Regions from separate parts of the Mus musculus genome. Here regions 1 and 2 are each linked to region 3. The links are chromatin contacts, called in public promoter capture Hi-C maps. All regions are on one chromosome and are shown on one strand. Each heading gives the region's core, a stretch centred on a gene start, on an enhancer-like site or on the middle of the called end of the contact. The rest is flanking DNA. Distances are from core to core; before and after follow the strand shown.

Region 1 (4,381 bases), core at 1,240-3,739, 300 kb after region 3:
TCTAGGAAGACCTTTGCAGGAGAAAGCGTCAGAGCCTCTGAAAAGAAGCTGTGTTAGGAGATAATCTCATGGCAAGCTCAGGACCAGAATCACGGTGATGAACAGCAGTGGCAGCACATGGCATTGCAGCCAGAGATCTCCCTCCAGCACAGTATCCTCGCCAGCACAGTACCCACTCCAGCACAGTATCCTCCACTAACATAGTATCACCTTCCAGCAGTATCCTTTCCAGCACAGTACCCCCTCCAGCACAGTACCCTTTCCCGCACAGTACCCCTCCAGCATAGTACCCCCTCCAGCATAGTACCCCCTCCAGCACAGTATCCTCCACTAACATAGTATCACCTTCCAGCAGTATCCTTTCCAGCACAGTACTCCCTTCAGCACAGTACCCCCTCCAGCACAGTACCCTTTCCCGCACAGTACCCCTCCAGCATAGTACCCCCTCCAGCACAGTACTCCCTCTAGCACAGTAGCCCCTCTAGTACAGTATCCCTCTCCAGCACAGTACCCCCTCCAGCACAGTATCCTCCCTCCCCCATGTCTCCTTCCTTGCTCAAGATGGCCCATATGTGAGACAGTGCTGCTGGGCGACCTCCTTATGTACAGGCTGAAGGAGACCCTGGTAGAAGCTCTAACAGGGACCTAGGAAAGCTACTGATCAGAAAATGAGGGTTCTAGAGAAGACGCTGGTGGGGTGGGGCAGAGTCAGAGAGATGGAACAGCCCCACTGAGATTGGATAGGCAAGCTTGGACAAAAGCCATCTCCTAGGCCAATGCTCCATGGACCGAGAGACATTTCCTGAACCCGAGGAGAGGGAAGCCAATGGCTCCACAGCCCCCTCTGAAGGCTGCCTCCCAGGCCAAAGCCATAATGGCAGGCCAAGTCACACATCCCTGAGTTCTGCAGAGAGTTATGTTGGAGCCTCCCTCGTTAGCCTGCCCTGCCCTGTGCACAATACAGGGCTGTGTCTCACAGGACAACAGCTGTCCTGGCACTGTCCAGCTGCGCTAGTCTGGGGACTTCACTGAGCATGGGCAGGAACAAATACCTTCAAGGTGCAATGCTCTATCCTGTCCTCAATCCAGGCCACAGGGACATGCCAAGACATGCACCGCCAGGGTCCTAAACCCTGAGGCTGGACCCCCATGAGAACCCACATGGACATGAACTTCCCACTCACGCCATCTGGGTGACCCCAGACCCAGCTGGCCCGGCTATCTACAAGGTTGCCGGAGAATCAGTGAACAAAGTTTAACTAGTCAGCATGGAAAATAATACTTTAATCCTCCAATTACCATACCTAAATCCCCTCCTTTTCCCATGGCGGTAAACACCAAGCAAAACCAGCCACAGGAAATTAACATATTTTCCTCCGTTTTCCTCAGCTGTTTTTTTCCAAACAGTCAGTACTTAAAACAGTGCAAATGGACCATCAAACACTGACCTGTGCTCCAACCGGGAGACTTTGGAAGAGGAACTGCCTGCGGCGGGCTGCGGGAGCTGGCTGGCCTCTGAGGCACGTGTGTGGACACATGTGGGGTCTGCAAAGCACTCTCCCCAGACTTGGGGCACGGGGCCACAGCAGCTCTGGTTTCTCATTAGCAGACAGCCCCCTCTGGCCTCATGAATAAGGACTCAAATACCCCCATCTGTGTTCTGTCTCCACGCCACCCAGAGTTCTCCCTCCACAGCACCCAGAACTGGGCACCAAGGTGAGGGCCTAGGCTCTTGGTCCTGTCTGCCCTCATCCTGGGTGGTACTAGGCTCACCCTAGGTTCCAACTTCCCAGGCCTTTCCATTGAGGTCATGGGAGATCCAGGGTACTAAGGATCTCTGAGACTCTGAGGTCAGCCATTGAAGTATTAGCTAGCACATATATTCTCCTGGAAGTCAGGCATTCCCACCACCAGAGACTGTGTGACACCCTGCACAGCATCACAGACTTGAGTGGAGGTGCTCCTATGAGAAGAAGCCACAGCCAGGCTTCCCCCATGTGTTCACCAAAACTCTCACTCTATCATGCCAGGCTAAGCCAGGACTCTGAGCCCAGAACCATGCACACCCCTCCCACCATGCCTGAGGCTGGGTGGCTGTGAACATGATATTGCATTCAAAACAGTAATCTATGAAATGAAATATGGCCAACTAATTCAGCAAAAGCTTGTTTCAATCAAGCCCTTAATCTGCCTTCCCAGAATCTCCCGTCATCTACGAGGAGGCCTGACCTAGGCCTCCACCTGCTGGAGCAGCCTCAGAGTCAGGGTGAGCGGCTGCCTCGGGCAGTCATCTAAAAACAGCTCTGGCAGATGAAGGAACAGGAACCCTGGACGGGCCCGTGGAGTTCTTCCCAAATGAGGGACCGGCACAGACAAGTGGATGTAGCCCAGCACTCAACAACTCTTTAGTAGCCCCAAGTTGGGCCCCTGTGTGAGATCAGCCCAGAGCCTGGGCCTGCCTCTGTTATCTCCAAGCTGTGGGCCATGGGACAGCTGTCTAAGCTCCCTACGCCTCAGGTTCCCCAATTATCAAGTTAAAGTCTGAAGCTGTCATGAGACTACAGAGCTGAGAGGACACTACTGTTCCTGAAGTATGTCGTGGAGGGTCTTGCGGTGGGGGGAGAGGGGGGTCCAGGCTGTGCCCCATCATTCACCTATCAGTGCCACATCTGGAAATGCCACTAAAGTTTCACTGAGAGGTAAACAATAGTCAAGTGCTTCAAACCCAAGTCAGCAATGCATGAATCTAACTGGGGCCATCAAGAGAATGGGCTGGTGAGATGGCTCAGAGGCTAAGAGCACTGACTGCTCTTGACTCCAGGGTTCAAATCCCAGCAACCACATGGTGGCTCACAACCACCTGTAATGAGATCTGAAGACAGCTACAGAATACTTATGTATAATAAATAAATCTTTGGGCCTGAACGAGTGTGGCCAACCGGAGCGAGCAGGGTTGACCGGAACAAGCAGAGATCTTAAATTCAGTTCCAAACAACCAGATGAAGGCTCACACCCATCTACAGCTACAGTGTACTCATATACATAAATAAATAAATCTTTAAAAAAAAAAAAAAGAGTCAAAGGAAGTCTATCCTTGCTGCTCTGAAAGCCCGGTTCTCAGCAGTCAGTGGCTAGGGCCTGTCTGCATCCCACTGTGTGGCGGGGTCTGCGCCCAGGGGCAGCCATGTTCTGCGAGTGCTGAGGGACACAGCCAGGGCCCACCTGTTGGGGTTGTACTCGAGTGCGCCAACCTCCTCGCTGGCCTGCAGCAGGTCCAGGATGCCGGCCGCGGAGCTCCCACTCTCCTTCTTCACTTTGGCATTTCTGCCTGGCTTGGTGTCCGTGTCGATGTGCAGAGAGCCCTCGTCAGAGGAGTCATCGCTCTGCGGAGCCAGGGACAGAGCAGCAGGTCAGGGCAGGGCACTGGGGAGCAGGTCCCTTCACGGGGAGACTAGTTTAAAGAGTTCTATACTAATGACTGCTACAGGGTAGTCTCAGGTTCACACTATGGGTGAGGTCCTCATGAGACAGGTGTGGGTGCTAAGCCTTTCCTAGGGTCCTCAAAACCACGAAGGTTGAAGTCACCTTCACACCCTGGGGTCTTTTCCAAAGAAAGCCCCAGGATTTCCAACCAGGGTGTTGTGACTATAAACCTCTGGCCTGGATAAGCTTATCCCAGCAGGTGGCTCAGGGGACTGGTACTTCCTGGGCTTCCCAGGAAACATGAGACCTCAGCCATGATCCTTTTCTGCTGGAAAGACAGCCTTGGAGGTCATCTTACTGTAAGACCCCAGCTGATGGGGAGCCACCCCCTGCTATTCCTATGCCAGGGGACACGTTTTGGTGCATTTATCTCCCATGGGCAGGACCAAAGGAGCATCGCCTTAGCCCTGGTGCCAGGGACTGAGCAAGACCATGTCCCTCTTGTGCCATGGACGGCGGGAGGGTGGCTGTCCTTGCACATCAAGCACAAGCGCGCTGCAGGCCGGGCTGTGGGAAGGGGCTGGGAGGCTCACCTTGTACACCGCAGAATCCAGCTTTGGCTTCGAGGTGGGCATGAGGAGAGCCTCCTTCTTGTCTAACAAGACTGAAAGCACAGTGGATAACTGTCAAGTGGAGACCTTCAGGGGGGTCGGCCGAGATCCCTCGGAACCCCCTGCCCACACCCACCAGACTCACAGGACAAGTCCCTTTTGGGGGCGCTCTTCTTCCTCCTGATGGGAAACTCGTCTATCTTCAGCTCCCCATCATCTGATACGTACTCATACTCATCGCGCACGGGCTTGGCCTTGTCCTCCTTGAAGCTCTGCAAGGCGCCGAACACACCAGGGCTGCTCGGGGGCCTGAGGGCCTTGGAGCTAGAGTAGTAGGAATAGGTCAG
Region 2 (4,380 bases), core at 459-2,958, 510 kb after region 3:
AGAGAGGGACAAGGTAGTGGCAGAAAGAGAAGGGGGGAAGAGAGAGAGAGAGATCAGGGGAGGGGCTTTCTTTATGTATATGGGTAATGACATAACACAGGTAAAGGTGGGAGGTGAGCCAAGTGGATTCTGGGAATATAGTGGCTGTTGTCTTGGCAACAGGTCTGCGGGTCCCACCTATGTGATGTCACAGGTTTCAGAGGTCCTGATGCCAATACCCATAATCTCAAGATTTGGAAATAAATAATAACTGTAAAATTAGCCAGAAGAAAAAGAGACAGGAGCAAAGGCTGCTCTCCTGGAGACTGGGGTTTATCCAGGGAGAGACTATGGAGGCACACTCTCAAGTCTAGGACCCCCAGAGCTTGCAGTCCACTCATAGGCTGGGGTAGTTACAGAACAGGGAAGGGGATGGGCAAAGGGGAATGAAAGGCTTTGTGGCCTGTGATTGGCTGTTAGGGGTAGTTAAGGAGAATTGTTCGGGCCCACTTCCTGTCTGTTCTCTACTTCCTGTTCTAAGGTATGAGGCTTCAGTTACTCTCTGGCCACCATGGTGCCACCACTTGTAACGCATTCCCGTCCGTGATGGACAGAAGATCCTCAAACTGCAAGCCAAACCCCTTCCTCCTCTGATTTGTTTGTCAAGTGTTTGGTCACCGCCAAGAAAAACCGGCTGCTATGGAAAGGAAAATTTAAAGATAAGGGTTTTGTAAACTGATTTTTCATTTTTAGTATTACAACATCTCTGCACCAATATTTTGGCACACTATTTGTCTTAATGGGTTGATACAGCCACGTTTCATTATGTGACTATGCGTTTACATGTAGGGCATCTATGGAATGATTTTTAAAAAAAGAATTATTTATTTATTTTATTTAGTTAATTATTCACCATTGCTCTCTTCAGACACACCAGAAGAGGGCATCAGATCCCTTTACAGGTGATTGTGGGCCACCATGTGGTTACTGGGAATTGAACTCAGGACCTTTGAAAGTTTGTTGTTGTTGTTGGTGGTGGTGGTGGTGGTGGTGGTGGTTTGTTTGTTTTTGGTTTTGGTTTTGGTTTTGGTTTTTCAAGACAGGATTTCTCTGTATAGTCCTGGCTGTCCTGGAACTCACTTTGTAGACCAGGCTGGCCTCGAACTCAGAAATCCACCTGCCTCTGCCTTCTGAGTGCTGGGATTAAAGGTGTGCTCCACCACGCCCGGCTATGATTTTTGTCTTTTATTTTGAAACAATTATGAAGTTGCAGAGTAGCCAGAAGCATTTTTTTTTTAAATTGTATGAGTATTCTGTCTGCATGTACCTGCATACCAGAAGAGGGCATCAGACCCCTTTATGGATGGTTGTAAGCCATCAGGTGAGTGGTGGGAATTGAGCTATGGAAGAGCAGCCAGTGCTCTTAACCGCTGAGCCACCTCACCAGCCCCCAGAAGCAAATTTTTAGTAAGCTTGTCTCAAGTCACTTGAAAATAACTTGTTGACAAGACACCCCTGCCTGATCCCGCATACTTAATACCTGTTTTTCCCACACAAGGACATTTTCTCCTACTATTTAAAACAGTCAAGAGATTCACAGTGCTAAGTCACGAACACCTGGTTCTCGGAACCCATTTGCATTTTGTCAATTGTCCTATTAATGTCCTTGGCAGTCAGAGTCTCCTCCATATCAGGTCTCAGCAATGACTCTGCAAGTCCTGGTCGCAGCTATAGCAGAGGTGGCCTGTGGGAGAGCTGGCCAGGGAGCACCATGAGGGGCAGGAGTGTGCTAAGCCCCAGAGGCACATGGCTGCCCTTCCCCCACTGCTGAGCATGGCAGCTGCTGGGGACAGCTGGGGCTTGGCTGCCTTAGGGCCACACACTCTGCAGCTTCCAAGAGCCTTGTGACCTGGAGGCTATTCTGAGTGACAGCTGCCACTCCAAACCTTCTGACGCGCACCCTGCCCACCACACCCTTACTCCCTCAGGGGTACTTATAGCACAGGTTAAAGCTCTTGGGTGCCTGAGAGTATTTGGTTTACTTATTTCCTTATTTACTATAGTCTTTATTAGATAGAAGAGATATAGCTTATCTCTCGACCTAATTCACACAAATATATATCAAAGTCACTGGAAGAACATTCTATTGTTAATCCGTCTTCTATTTCTTAATCCTGCTTACAATTTTATTTTTAGATTTTTTTTATGTGTATGTTTTGCTGGCACATATGTATGTGCACCTCATGCATACCTGGAGAAGAGCGGGTAGCTCTCTTGGAGCTTAAGTTACAGACAGTGGTGAGCCACCACGTGGATCTGGAAACTGACCCTGAGTCCACTGCAGGTGCACTAAATGCTTAAACTACTGAGCCAGCAGTCACAGGTCCTGAGTTTGGATCATAGACCCACATAAAAACATAAAAATATAGGCATGGCCATGCATGCCTGTAACCCCAGACTTAGGTGGACACAAACAAGGAGGCCCCTGAAGCTCACTGGTCAGCCAGTCCAGCTGAATTACTGAGATTCAGTGAGCAGCCCTTTATCAAAATATAAAGGTTGAGGATGTGCCCCGACCCTTAACTGAGGCACTATTGACAGTTAATGGCTGCTGGAGGAGGATCAGTTTTCTTTTCTCTTCCTCCTCCCCCTCCTCCTTTTCTTCCTCCTCCCCCTCCTTCGTTCGTTTGTTTTTGGTATTTTCTCTGGCTGTCATGGAACTAGCTCGGCAGAACAAACTGGTCCATAACTCAGAGATCCACCGCCTCATGCCTCCTGAGTCCTGGGACTAAAGGCATGTTCCACCACCGCCTGACTCGAGACAGTTTTCTCTAAGGCTGTTGTGCTTGGCAGGTTGATCATGCTCCAGTGCATGTCCCATCCCCATGGGTATGTGGGGAGCACAAACTGGGTTATTCAAAAAAACAATTTCTAAAATAAAGAACTTGTTTTTTCTGGCTAGTGGTGTTGCACGTCTTTAATCCCCGCACTCAGGAGGCAGAGGCAGGTGGATCTCTGAGTTGGAGTCCAGTCTGTTCTACAGAGTGAGTTTCAGGACAGCCAGGGCCACATCATAGAGAAACTTTGTTTCAAAAAAGCCAACAAACAACCAACAAAAGAATTAATTATCAAGTGTGTGAGTCAGGAAAAGAACATTTATTTTAACCTGAAGTCCTGGCTCTACACTTCTCTGTGTATCACAAATTGTTGACTCTTTAAAATGCTAGTTTGGGGCCTGGAAGAAGTGGCTCAGAGGTTAAGAGCACTCACAACCTCTGTTCCACCGGGAGGACCAGTGATTCCTAGCACCCATATAGTAGTTCACAACCATGGGATCTAGCACCCCCTTCTGGCCTTTGTGGGCACTGCACTGTCACGGTACATAATATACAGGCAGAACACTCATACATAAAATAAACTTTAAAAATTAAAAATGAAAGTTTAAACTTGTAGCACATTCAATTCACAACACAACCACATACCTATCTGTGTGATCTACCTTGACAGTAGAATAGCTATAGTGTAATATTTAGTCGGAACAACAGACATGCAAAGAGATATACACAGGTACACAGAGAATTCCAGTGTCCCGAACTACCACACACATCTCTCTGCAAGCAGACATACATACACTGACCTACAGAGACACACAGATCTACACTTCCCACTTCTACACAAATACAAATACACATAAACACACCCCACTACCATAACAAAATGGCCTCCATGTGCCTGGCTCAGTGTATGCCATTGCTTTGGCCAAATAAACCGTCATCTTCCCTCAGCCTTTGTAGTCTGCTAGCTGCTCAGCAGACCAGCTCCTTCTTCGATTCACATTCAAACGTCTATGGTTAATCTGGGAAGGAAACAGACAGTGCTGGGATTAAAGGCGTGCGCCACCACTGCCCGGTAGACAACAATTATTACCAGGAGAATAAAAGAAACTTTTTTTTTTAAAGATTTATTTATTTATTATGTGTAAGTACACTATAGCTGTCTTCAGACGCTCCAGAAGAGGGCGTCAGATCTTGTTACAGATGGTTGTGAGCCACCATGTGGTTGCTGGGATTTGAACTCCAGACCTTTGGAAGAGCAGTCGGGTGCTCTTACCCACTGAGCCATCTCACCAGCCCTAAAAGAAACTTTTACATGACTGAACACCTGTTGGCCAACAAGCTGACAGAATGGGTAGTGGGTGATCCTGTGCCTACTGTTTACAGAAGAGACAGAGGAACTGGGGCTCTTCCCAGCTGCCTTTCTGACATGACCCCTGTCCCCCAACCTTCCCGGTTGATAGCTACTGACCTTCTGTGACCAGTTAGCTGTGTTTCCCCAGATAGGTTGGCATTGTGTGGCTGTTGCTTGATTCTAGAAGGCACAGCATAGGGAGGCAATGGAGGG
Region 3 (4,010 bases), core at 472-2,971:
GGAGAGGAAAGGGTTTATTCAGCTTACACTTTCCACATTGCTGTTCATCACCAAAGGAAGTCAGGACTGGAACTCAAGCAGATCAGGAAGCAGGAGCTGATGCAGAGGCCATGGAGGGATGTTTCTTACTGGCTTGCTTCCCCTGGCTTGCTCAACTTGCTCTCTTCTAGAACCCAAGACTACCAGCCCAGAGATGGCACCACCCACAATAGGCCCTCCCCCCTTGATCATCAACCAAAAAAATGCCCCACAGCTGGATCTCATGAAGGCACTTCCCAACTGAAGCGTCTTTCTCTGTGATAACTCCAGCCTGTGTCAAGTTGACACACAAAACCAGCCAGTACAGACAATAGGGCAACTGTACATACAAGCTCACTGCAGTTACAACACCATGCACAAGACCCGTGCAAGCCCAAACCAGAACAAATCTCAGCACAGAGACAAGAGTTCGGCACCAAATACCTAGTACCAAGCTACGGCAATTACTAGCTGCTGGGAGAGGAGGAGAAGGGTTTCTCTAAGAGTATATAGCCCGAGGTAAGCCAATAACAATCCAATGAAATATTCAAGAATATTGAATTCAGCATAAGTTAGTCTTAAAGGGTTTTGAAACAAAAAAGAAAGATAGGTCACAAAGATAGGTGGACTGGGGACAGAATTTTCAGTGGTGAATATAATCAAAATGAGTTGTATATATAGATCAGAGAACTAAAGAGAAAAGGAGAAACCAGGCTACACCGCCAGAAATTCAGGGAGCCAACAAGCCCTGGGTCATGGGGGAAATGTCTCTTCCCATTACATCACTCCAGGCTCTTGGAAGATCCCAGAGCTCAAGGGAGCCACACAAGGTCATTAGCCCACAATGTGTAAAAAGGCCACCCCCACTCCCCCCTACACACATATACACACAGGCACGCACGCGCACACACATACACACCACACACACAAGCCTTGTCACACACCAAGACTCCAAACTTCAAGACTAGCTCTAGTCTCTTGGTCTTTGCCGTTGCATTCAGCCAGGCAATTCTGTATGTTTTCCCCGCAAGGCAAGCGACCAAGCTGTATTTCCAAATTCATGATGAGTGCAGCTCCCCAAGACTTCTGTCCTCACCAATTCAGACATTTGTTCCTGTGGAGGATGGCTCTGATCCCTCACAAACCTCAACAGAGAGCGGGGGTGGAAAGGTGACATCTAGATGCCCCAGGTCCAATCTCCCTGACCTGGCACTAACACAGGGGACACACCTACAGCGTCATAGCCTGGGAAGCAGGCCAGACTGACCTGTAGCTTGTTTAGGACAAGATAGTGGACCCCTAACCCCGTTCTCACATGGCCCCCTCCCCATCCCAGGGTCTTCACCGAGACCCTCCTCCGGGATGGGCAGAGAAGCTGATTCCACTCCCAAAGACTCCACGCATCGAGGATGGAGCAGCGGCAGACACCTGAACCTTGTGGGTGGCCCACGCCAGCTCTCCGGACTCTTCCCCGCCTGGAGGGATCTGCAAGAGCCGAGGACGTCTGCACTTTCGCTCACCAGAACCGCAGTAGAATCGTCCACAGGCACAGGTGACGACTGCAGGATGCGGAAGTACACCGACCGGGGTGACGCGCGCGCACTTCACTACCCACGCAGCGCTAGAGATGGGGGAACTACAATACCCAGAATGCCGCGTACTGCAGGACACCCCATGCTGACTTGGCTGCAACCCGAAGCTTCAGACTATAGGAGGGGCTCCCTAGCACTGCCGGACTCTTTCATTGACTGCAAGACAACAGGGTAAGATCTTAGAGAAACAGAAAAAAAGCAGAAAAGCCAAACCGAAGTAATCTTTGCGTACTTCTAAGGAAGCTCATTAATCAATTCTTTTAAAAAAGATGTGCTATCTAGATGCCTTCCTCCTGCCAATTCAATCTTGGTTGGTTTTTTGTTTGTTTGTTTGTTTTGTTTTTTTTCTTTTTTACGTGCCTGTGAGTCGTGTGTTTTAAACTGCAGCATGTGTGGATACTGTGGGTGTTGTTTCTTGAAAATAATACTTTTTTTAAAAAATGATTACAAAAAGACAAGGGCAAACTAAGTTTGAAGATATTCATAGTGTAATGTTTTAAACTATTTTGCTCATACAAAAAAACACTTCTTGGTTGTAACAGAAAGACAAAAATCTTTGCGAAAAGACTAGGAATTTGAGCGGAACTCAATTTAATTGAATTTGAATTTTCAATTGTATTTCTAGTATTTGACGTGAGCAGTATTTTCAAATTATTTCCCATTTGCTTCTTAAAGTGAGGTGGCAAACAGCAGAAGTCAACAGGGACCAGATTCAGTCTTCCACATAAAACAAGCTTTAAAAGGACAACATGGACTAAGAAACCGATGGGGAAGCACTGCACACAGAAACAATGGAGGAATATCAGTGATGTGGACAATAAACGAAGTGAGCAGCGAACTCCCCTGGTGAGAAACCGTTCTGGCACAGAACAGAGAAGGGAGACCCGAGCAAGACCTGGAGGTCAACCTGAGACGAAGCCGGGGCCCTGGGGAAACCAAGGCAGCTTCAGTTCAAAGGACAGTACGAAGGACCAGAGAAATCCACAGAGGTTCAGTGGCTCCTTCCTCGGGCGTTCACCGAACACTGACAGCACGCGACACACAGCTGTGCCATCCCAGGGAAAAGTCCCGGGAAAAATGTCAGTGGGAATAAAGGGGGTGAGGAACAACACCTCTTCCTATGAGGCCATAAAGCCTTCAGAGTTGTACATAATACCTGGAAATGGTTTCATCTTGATAGGAAGACAAGATGGGGCCCCCGAGCCTTTCTTGTTTCACCTAGGAAAATGCAAAACTAAGCCTAGAAAAGATCAAATTGTTTACAAGTAACTTCATTTTATTTTTTTTTAAGTTTGAGCATACTTAGGATACACGCCACACTTGATAAGGCAAAAAACATGGAATGTCAAGTTTTCAATTAAAAGATGTCATGCCAGTAAAATGGGTCTATATTGTTCAGATAAAGAAAAAATAAAATCAGTAAGAATAATACTAGGAAATAAGGAGAGGCGCTGGAGAGGTGGCTACCGAGTGTTAAGAGCACTTGGGAATCTTGCAGAGGACCCAGGTTCAGTTCCCAGCATCTATAAGATGGCTCACAACTGCTTAGAATTCCACTTCCAAGGATCAGATGCCCTCTTCTGGTCTCTACAGACAACTGCATGCACACAGTGCACTTACCTGCAGGCAAAACACATTAATACTTATAAAAATAAATAAAAATGCATTAAATAAAAATACATTAAGTAAAAAGAAATATCATGTGGAGATGGTCTCAGTGGATAATGTGCATGCCATGGTGCTCAAGCATGAAGATTCGGGTTCGGATGCTCAACACCTTGCTTCAATTTTGTTGTTGTTGTTTTGCATTTTGAGATAGGGTCTCTCCAGAAACTGTCCAGAAACTCACTTTGTAGCCCCTGCTGGCCTCAAACTCACAAAGGTTCATCTGCCCCTACCTACCAAGTCCTGTGATTAAAGGCGTGTGCCACCATGCAATTTGTATGACTAGAGTGGCAGAAAAAGACACCTGACGTCAGCCTCTGACCTCCACACACATGCACATGTGCAAACACATACGTACCCACACCACACACACACACACACACACACACACACACACACCCGCATGCTCGAGTGTAAAAAGATAGAGAGAGATAAAGGGACTGGACCCAGAACAGACCTCAGCAGCTGGGACCCAGCTGAGGAGCCAACTCTGCTCATAAATCCGAAACACTTCCAAAAGCCATCACCTAAGATAAGCTAGGTTTGTAAGGTTTTTTTAAAATCCATCTCTTAAGACACTAAGAACTTTCTGTCTCAAAATTGCTATAATGCCCTTCAGTTCATTTTTTTTTTCTCACAAGAGTATGCACACTGGGTCAGGAAAAAAAAAATGAAGACATGATGTCTACTGCTCTAGAGGAGGTGAGACCTGGGAGAACGGAGTCAATAAATGAA

The links. Promoter capture Hi-C pulls out the DNA fragments that hold promoters and counts their contacts.
Region 1: a contact with region 3 is called in a promoter capture Hi-C map of 3T3-L1-derived adipocytes, with 2.7 times the contacts expected there. The contact joins the enhancer-like site here to the promoter of A830005F24Rik in region 3. A contact is called at or near these places in 8 of 39 promoter capture datasets (the 3T3-L1 cell line, 3T3-L1-derived adipocytes, the C10 cell line and 4 more), 2 of 15 datasets of contacts at CTCF or cohesin (the G1E-ER4 cell line and large pre-B cells), 78 of 484 Hi-C or Micro-C datasets (the AML12 cell line, the AtT-20 cell line, B cells and 42 more), 2 of 115 datasets of contacts at active chromatin or transcription factors (embryonic stem cells and large pre-B cells) and 2 of 9 other capture datasets (embryonic stem cells and liver).
Region 2: a contact with region 3 is called in a promoter capture Hi-C map of embryonic stem cells, with 2.1 times the contacts expected there. The contact joins the enhancer-like site here to the promoter of A830005F24Rik in region 3. A contact is called at or near these places in 8 of 39 promoter capture datasets (3T3-L1-derived adipocytes, the C10 cell line, embryonic stem cells and 3 more), 1 of 15 datasets of contacts at CTCF or cohesin (embryonic stem cells), 1 of 484 Hi-C or Micro-C datasets (embryonic stem cells) and 2 of 9 other capture datasets (adipose tissue and embryonic stem cells).

What each region holds. Positions count from the first base shown.
Region 1 is chr13:48,809,687-48,814,067 of GRCm38.p6, forward strand. It overlaps Phf2 (PHD finger protein 2), which reads right to left. Exons shown (of 22, transcript NM_011078.3): 15 at 4,180-4,358; 16 at 4,017-4,087; 17 at 3,223-3,383. Among named protein-coding and RNA genes, the nearest start is that of Phf2, 59 kb to the right of the region's middle. Within about 2 kb of position 2,490, at least 10 of the 459 cell types and tissues checked have an H3K27ac peak or open chromatin away from gene starts, as enhancers often do. A contact at or near this core is called in palatal mesenchyme, where this site is marked.
Region 2 is chr13:49,018,578-49,022,957 of GRCm38.p6, forward strand. No RefSeq gene overlaps it. Among named protein-coding and RNA genes, the nearest start is that of Fam120aos, 53 kb to the left of the region's middle. Within about 2 kb of position 1,709, at least 40 of the 459 cell types and tissues checked have an H3K27ac peak or open chromatin away from gene starts, as enhancers often do. A contact at or near this core is called in embryonic stem cells, where this site is marked.
Region 3 is chr13:48,511,849-48,515,858 of GRCm38.p6, forward strand. A830005F24Rik (RIKEN cDNA A830005F24 gene) reads left to right here and starts at 1,722. Exons shown (of 2, transcript NR_165458.1): 1 at 1,722-1,781; 2 at 2,286-2,991. It overlaps Zfp169 (zinc finger protein 169), which reads right to left and starts at 1,588. Exons shown (of 5, transcript NM_026450.3): 1 at 1,447-1,588.